Regions from separate parts of the Triticum aestivum genome. Here region 1 is linked to region 2. A link is a contact called in public Hi-C data. All regions are on one chromosome and are shown on one strand. The core of a region is the stretch at or near the end of the contact, and the rest is flanking DNA. Distances in the headings are between cores, read along the strand shown. Region 1 has its middle 130 kb from the start of LOC123171410. Region 2 holds the start of LOC123167458 (non-specific lipid transfer protein GPI-anchored 9).

Region 1 (3,059 bases), core at 234-2,733, 200 kb after region 2:
CTACTGTAGAACCCAACAGTCTGTTGGGTGAGGCGGCCCTCCTTTTAGGCAGTGCATCGCGTCATGCATTCAAAATCAGATCACGTCTTGATTTTCTAGGACCAAGTTCCTTACAGGAACATGATAGATTTAATGGTGATTTTCTATCCCAAAAAAAGAATGATGATTTTCTTACGGGCAGGTGGGCGGGAATGGATGAATGAACAACATAGCGGCGTACCATCACCGTCGCAGACTCCTCTTTAATAGTGAAGATAGTGAAGATGCCGAGCACAGAATAATAGGTTGGTAATAGAAAAATGAAACAAAAAAAGCAAAAAAAAACATAGAAAAATATATATAATGAAAATGCGTGCACGCCGTCAAATGGGCCGCCAAACTTTGATCATAGTTGATGTTTTCTTCAGATTTGATTTGATTTAGATATGAGTAGTGGAAGGCAAGGAAAGTTTGGATTTAGTTGATATTTTCTGAAGATTTGATTTGAATGGGTTAATGTATCATGTTATTTTGGAAAAGTGCCGATTTGATTAAATTAATGCACGCGTCAAATGGGCGAACCCAAATTGGTTGCACTTGAGCGAAAGGTCATTTGTACGACGCTCGCGGGTGTAATATAGTGTGCCTACGGGTTGGTAGGAGTGAGGCGAGACTACCAACTCCGCTTTTAGGAGTAGAGTAATGTCATGCGAAGAAACACAAGGCAACATATGTTTTTTCTGTAGTGAAACTAGAGAGGAACGGACGAGGCACTGACAAACGAAAGCATTGGAAAAGGAGGGGGGTTCATACTTCGCAAATTCACAGGGGCACACAGGTGCTGGGGCACGCACTTGCCAAGCCCTGCCTGACCGCTCGATTGCCTCGCGATTCGCGAAGTAGTTGGATCCCGCATTAGGGAACAATAAGTTTTAGTTTTCGGGTGTTGAAACTTGCTGTTTTTTATCTGAAACTTGCAATTACTCACTCGCTTTTATCAAGTTTCATAGATAAAATTTTAGGTTTTTTTGTTGACCGTAGGCAAAAAAAATTGTAATTCTATTGCTTGCGCGTACTAAGTTTCAAGAGTTGAAGCTTATCATTTATTTTTAGAATTTGTTAAAATATATTTAAAATGAATCTTATCTGAAAGCTCTCGTCGCCATAAACACGAATATAAAAACATAACTTAATTTAGACTTTCAGGTCCAAATATATAAAAGTTTAAGAATCGAAAGCTAAAAATAAAAGCAAACCCAAGAAACTGCGTGCCGTGAAACCCTCGTGCCACAAATCCTCTCCGGTTCATACTTCACGCCCCTGGCACTTCTTAAGGTTTTTTTTGGAGGGACCTAGCTCTTCTCAAGTTAAAAATGATCTTCAACGGCAACCAAACATACGGCAACGACCGGCCCGGGGCCCACCGGCCAGCGACTCCCCGTGCCTTGGCCTACACACATGTTCGGTTGGGAAAGCGCTGTCGCAACGGTACGCAACCGATGGTGGCGGGAGCGGCAGCAACCGTTGCGCTCCATCGACCACATGCGCCTTTGTTCGCTTGCCTGCATTGCCATCCCCTCGAAATCGACACGACACGGACACCGACGCGGACACTACGCGCTCACTCCACATACTCTCACATCACGCCCAGGCCCATCTCGTCTCGTCCCATGGGCGTGGCCAGCCATGTCCACATCTCCCACCGCTACCCCTCGCCGTGGATCCAGTTCACGGAACAACAGCATATATGTCTATGTCTTTGTGTTTGGCTCCAACACTGAAGGACCACGCGCATGTTTTCACACAATTAAAAAGATTCAGACTTTCGTTCTTCCCAGGACTTGCAGCAAGGAACCGCCGTGGATTCTGAGCCAGAGTGGATTCTGAGCGGCAGTAATCATCATTCATGAGAAAAAGTTCAAAAAAACCTTGAATTTATAGACGAAAGCTAAGCCAAACCCCAAATTCTCAATCCCTGAAATCAGCACACCAAACTCTCTAATCCCGGTCTATTTTAAACCTTGAGAGGACTTCACCGGTATTTGCTGAATTGGGCCAGCCCAGTAGCACAGTCGCTCTCGCGTGCGCACTAGTTTGTTTTTTCTTTTACGTTATCATTTCTTTTTTTCATCTTTACACATGTATATTTTTTCTCAGTACCCAATGTGCATTTTTAACGCATACATTAAATATTTGATAAACTTTAGATATTTTCAAATAAATTATGGACATTTTTAAATTAAATGTTTTCAAAACTTTTTTAAATGCATGGTAATATTTTCCAAATACATGTTTTACATTCCCTTAATGACAATAAACATTTTATAAAACAACACGAGCACTGTTTTACATGGTTCAATATTTTTAAATTTGCATACACTTTTTGCAAACACATGTCACATATATCCTGTTACGGTTATGACACATTTTTTTTACAACACGCAAACATTTTTTTACATTGTACAAAAAGTATTCGCACTTTAAACTTTTGTTCAGGTTTCAGAAAAAATTTATGTTTCAAAAAGTGTTTTTACTTTAAAATTTTGTTCAGGTTAAAAATGTTTATGTTTCAAAAGGTGTTCTCTTTTTTAGAGTTGTTGGTTTATTAAAAGTATTTGAAATTTTCAAAAATGCACTTTATAAAATGTTCAAAGATTTCAAAAATAAATACGTTCACAATACTTGTTTTCCCCTAAAAAAGGTTTTTGAAGTTCGACGCTTTGGTTTCTGGTTAAATATTCTTGGCCTCTTATTTTGTCAGTCATAGTTGTCTGGTGTAGTGGCTAGTGAAATCAGGTCAAACCTTCCAGGTCCCAAGTTCGATGCCACGGCATGTTTTTTCTCTTTTGGAATTATTATGCCGTGCATTAAGAAAAAGAAAGAAAGAATTTTTACGGCGCGTGATAAGAAAAAAAAATAGTCTCTTTATGTCTGGTGTGCCGGCCCAGTCGAGTCCGCAGCCAACAATTCGAAACATTTCAAAAATTATTTATGAAATTTCAAAAACATTATTCAAAAATGTGACACAAATCTGAAAATCCGAAAAAAATTCATAGCATGTGAAAAACTGTTGGAATTCT
Region 2 (3,237 bases), core at 523-3,022:
ATTGACTCCAAAGTCTGAATATGTCTTAACTCTTCTCACATGCAGTGTCTAGTTTCCCAAAAGTAAATGTTTCATAGGCCATAGCACATGCCCACATCCTATGCTCATATGACTAAATGCAAATAGAGTGATTTGGTTCTATAATATATTTTCCCCATATAGTATAATTGCAAGCAGCCACAATCACCGGATAACCGACCAACACGAGTTGTTTTCTACAACTAATAAACTAACTAACGTGGCTCGCATCAATTTGCCGCCGTGGTATCAGAAATCATTCTTTAACCAGCCAAGGTTCAGCTGGCAAAGTGTCACGATTCAGACAACAGGGCAGCTAAGCATAGCAAGTGGCTAGTATAATCAGTATACTAGTAGTACTCTTTAGAAAGCATGACAGGTATATATTACCTGGAGGAGACTTCGTCAGAGAGGTGCCTGTGAATTGAAAATGCGACGAGATCAGCAAACGGCAGTAATATATATACTGAAATTATCAGAACAAAATGCCAGCTACTGCCATGGTCAAAGAATAGATTATGAGAGTTGGACAAGTACAGGTCAAACTAGATAATTTTCAGAACCGGTTTAACCACCGCAAAGTAAAATGGATAAAACAATGCATCCAAGACTGGGCTTAGACTAATGTCCCCATAGCATAATCTGACAAATTGACACCAATAAGTCGCTGGATTTAACTAAGATTAGCACCACATCTGGAGTGGGCAAGATGGGGGCATCTGGCACTCTTGATGCCTCCAAACCCTTCTTTGTTTCTCCATTGCAAGCAATCTGGTCCGAGATTTCACATCTAGATTTTGCTTTTTTCCTTCTATACAGCCATTTTGATGGCGACAGTCAGCAGAATTGCTAAAGACCAACTTCCATACGACACCCACGACGAAGTAACAAACGCATAAACGTAACTAGCGGGTTTTCTTCGAGACCAGATCAGGATCAACCCGTTTCCCATTACTTGGATAACAGAAACTAAAAGTTCAAACAGGGGATTTTTTTCTTCCATCCCTTTGCACATTTTGATCTGCCTACTAGCCTACATCTTAGCTAATCTTTATTAGTTGCTTAGAAAGATTGATCACGAAATTCAGCAGTAATTTCCACCATCGTCAGATCAAACATGCATTGCTACTTCAGCATCTACAATTAACTGATCCAAGCAAATTCCTAAACCGGAATCGGGAAGACCAAATCGCATCTTCTGAAATGCGGTAAAAAAAATTCGCAAGAAAAGGAGAGGGAGGGGGAGGGGCGGGTGGATTACTGGGGCAGCTGCTGACGTCCTCGGAGACGCCGCAGCGCTTGGAGAGGCGGAGCGCGTCGGTGACGTTGATGTTGAAGGCCTTGAAGATCTCGGGCGAGGCGTAGAGCGCGCAGAGGCAGGGCTTCTCGTTCTTCACGGCGTCCCGGAGCGGGCCGCAGCAGGTCTCCGGCGGCTTCTGCGCGTCCGTGCCGTTCATGTAGCCGGCGCAGCCCGTCAGCTTGGACGCGCACGCCGGCGTGCCCGTCGACTGCGCCGCCGCGCCCGCCGCCAGCACGCTCGCCACCGCCAGAAGCAGCAGCACCGCCACCGCCCGCATCGCCATCTGTCTCTCTCTTTCTCTGGGAGTGGTGTCACGAGGGAGAGGAGAAGGGCGAACAAAGGTGGTGCCTTTTTCTTCCGGAGCGTGGACTCTGGCACCGTCTACAGATACAGAGGGTTGGTGCCGCTTTTACGAGAGGAGTGCGCCGCGTGTTCCGAGAGAAGACAACGTCCAGCGGCGAACGGTGCTCCTTCGTGGTTTCCGATCTCGACTTTTCGGGTTTCGAGAAATGGGCATCGACACTTGGCAGCCTACTCCAGCAGGTGATACCAACTCCGAAATGCTCCAACGGTACCATTTCGAAGAAAAAAACAATTTTAGTTGCTTCAAAAAATTCTGAAAACAAATGTGAATGTTCACAAGGGATGTCGCTACAACTCCTAGAAATTTCAGGTCCAAAATCGAAATGCACATTAAGAAAAAAAAAAAGAGAGAGACAAAATCGAATGTGAATAGTAGTGTTTTGACTTTCGTCTTTTTGTGACACTATTCACGCTGGATTTGTCTTTTTTTTCTCAATGTGTATTTCTAATTTTGATTTGAATTTTTTTTAGGAGTTGTACACTCATGTGATGTGGACATCCATGATTTTTTCAGAATTTTTGAGAAACATTTAAAATTGAGTTCTTTGAAACGGTATCATGGTAGCACCAAAAGGGATGGTAGCACCAGATATTCTCCCTTTTGTGATTCAAATTCAAAGGTTGTAAAATCTTTTTTCATAAATGCGACGAATGCTCTCTCGTATTCTATCTAGAATGGTGTAAAGTCAAATTGTTATTTCCTTCGTCCCACAATATAAGAACCTGCTTTACATTGATTAAAATTCTAGATTTATTCTAAATCAAACCTCTCATGTCTATTACATTTTGTAACCTACTCCGGAAAATGAGGCGGCGGCGGCTACCTGAAGATGGAATTGTAACCTGCTCAGCAATATGAGGCGGTGGCGGCTTCTTGAAGATGGAATAAAGTCCACCATTTATATCCCTCGTCCCGGCGATGCGTCCAGCATCGTCGAAGGCATGTGGAGCCGTCAGGATGAAGGCATGCCCCAGCCAAGACCCAGGCCAAATACTTTCTACGGTGTTAAACAATAGAAAATTTGCCACAGTGCATGAAGAAACCCAGGCCGCCACCTGGGCAGCCTAGGGTATGTCTCCGTCGCTGTGTGAAGGTGTGTCTTCGGCGGACCTCGCGGGATCCGGTCGGTGTTGGACTTTGACGGATCCCCGTTGATCCATTCTCTGTTCGTGTGTCTACAATTTGGATCCTTTCGATATACGCTTCTTTTCCTCGGCGGCGATTGCTATTCCGACCTGTCTTATACGACCTTAACATGACGACTTCCCGATGATCTACTACGGAATGTTTTGCTCGGCTTCAATAAGGGAGGGGCGATCAGAGCGACGCTCTCTTCCGGTGCTTGTAGTTGTCACTGGGTGGTATACGGACCTGCATGCATTTTTTTTTGCTATTTTTGGTGTTCCTTGCACTACTGTGAGAGATGATGAATGTATCTGAAGTTCTCCTGCAAAAATAATAATTAAAAGTATTCTTTCTTTCTATACCATGCATATCTAGATTTTGACCAAGTATAGGAAATGATTGTGCGACTGCTGCATCACGGGTACGAAAT

What was found. A called contact is a pair of places that touch in the nucleus more often than the background predicts.
Region 1: a Hi-C map of leaf shows a contact between it and region 2, with 5 times the contacts expected there. The contact joins the enhancer-like site here to the promoter of LOC123167458 in region 2. A contact is called at or near these places in 2 of 5 Hi-C or Micro-C datasets (both in leaf) and 1 of 1 datasets of contacts at active chromatin or transcription factors (leaf).

What each region holds. Positions count from the first base shown.
Region 1 is chr7D:557,318,793-557,321,851 of IWGSC CS RefSeq v2.1, forward strand. No RefSeq gene overlaps it. Among protein-coding and RNA genes, the nearest start is that of LOC123171410, 130 kb to the left of the region's middle. Within about 2 kb of position 1,484, at least 4 of the 8 cell types and tissues checked have an H3K27ac peak or open chromatin away from gene starts, as enhancers often do. A contact at or near this core is called in leaf, where this site is marked.
Region 2 is chr7D:557,123,065-557,126,301 of IWGSC CS RefSeq v2.1, forward strand. It overlaps LOC123167458 (non-specific lipid transfer protein GPI-anchored 9), which reads right to left and starts at 1,773. Exons shown (of 3, transcript XM_044585297.1): 1 at 1,280-1,773; 2 at 409-435. The coding sequence starts at 1,601.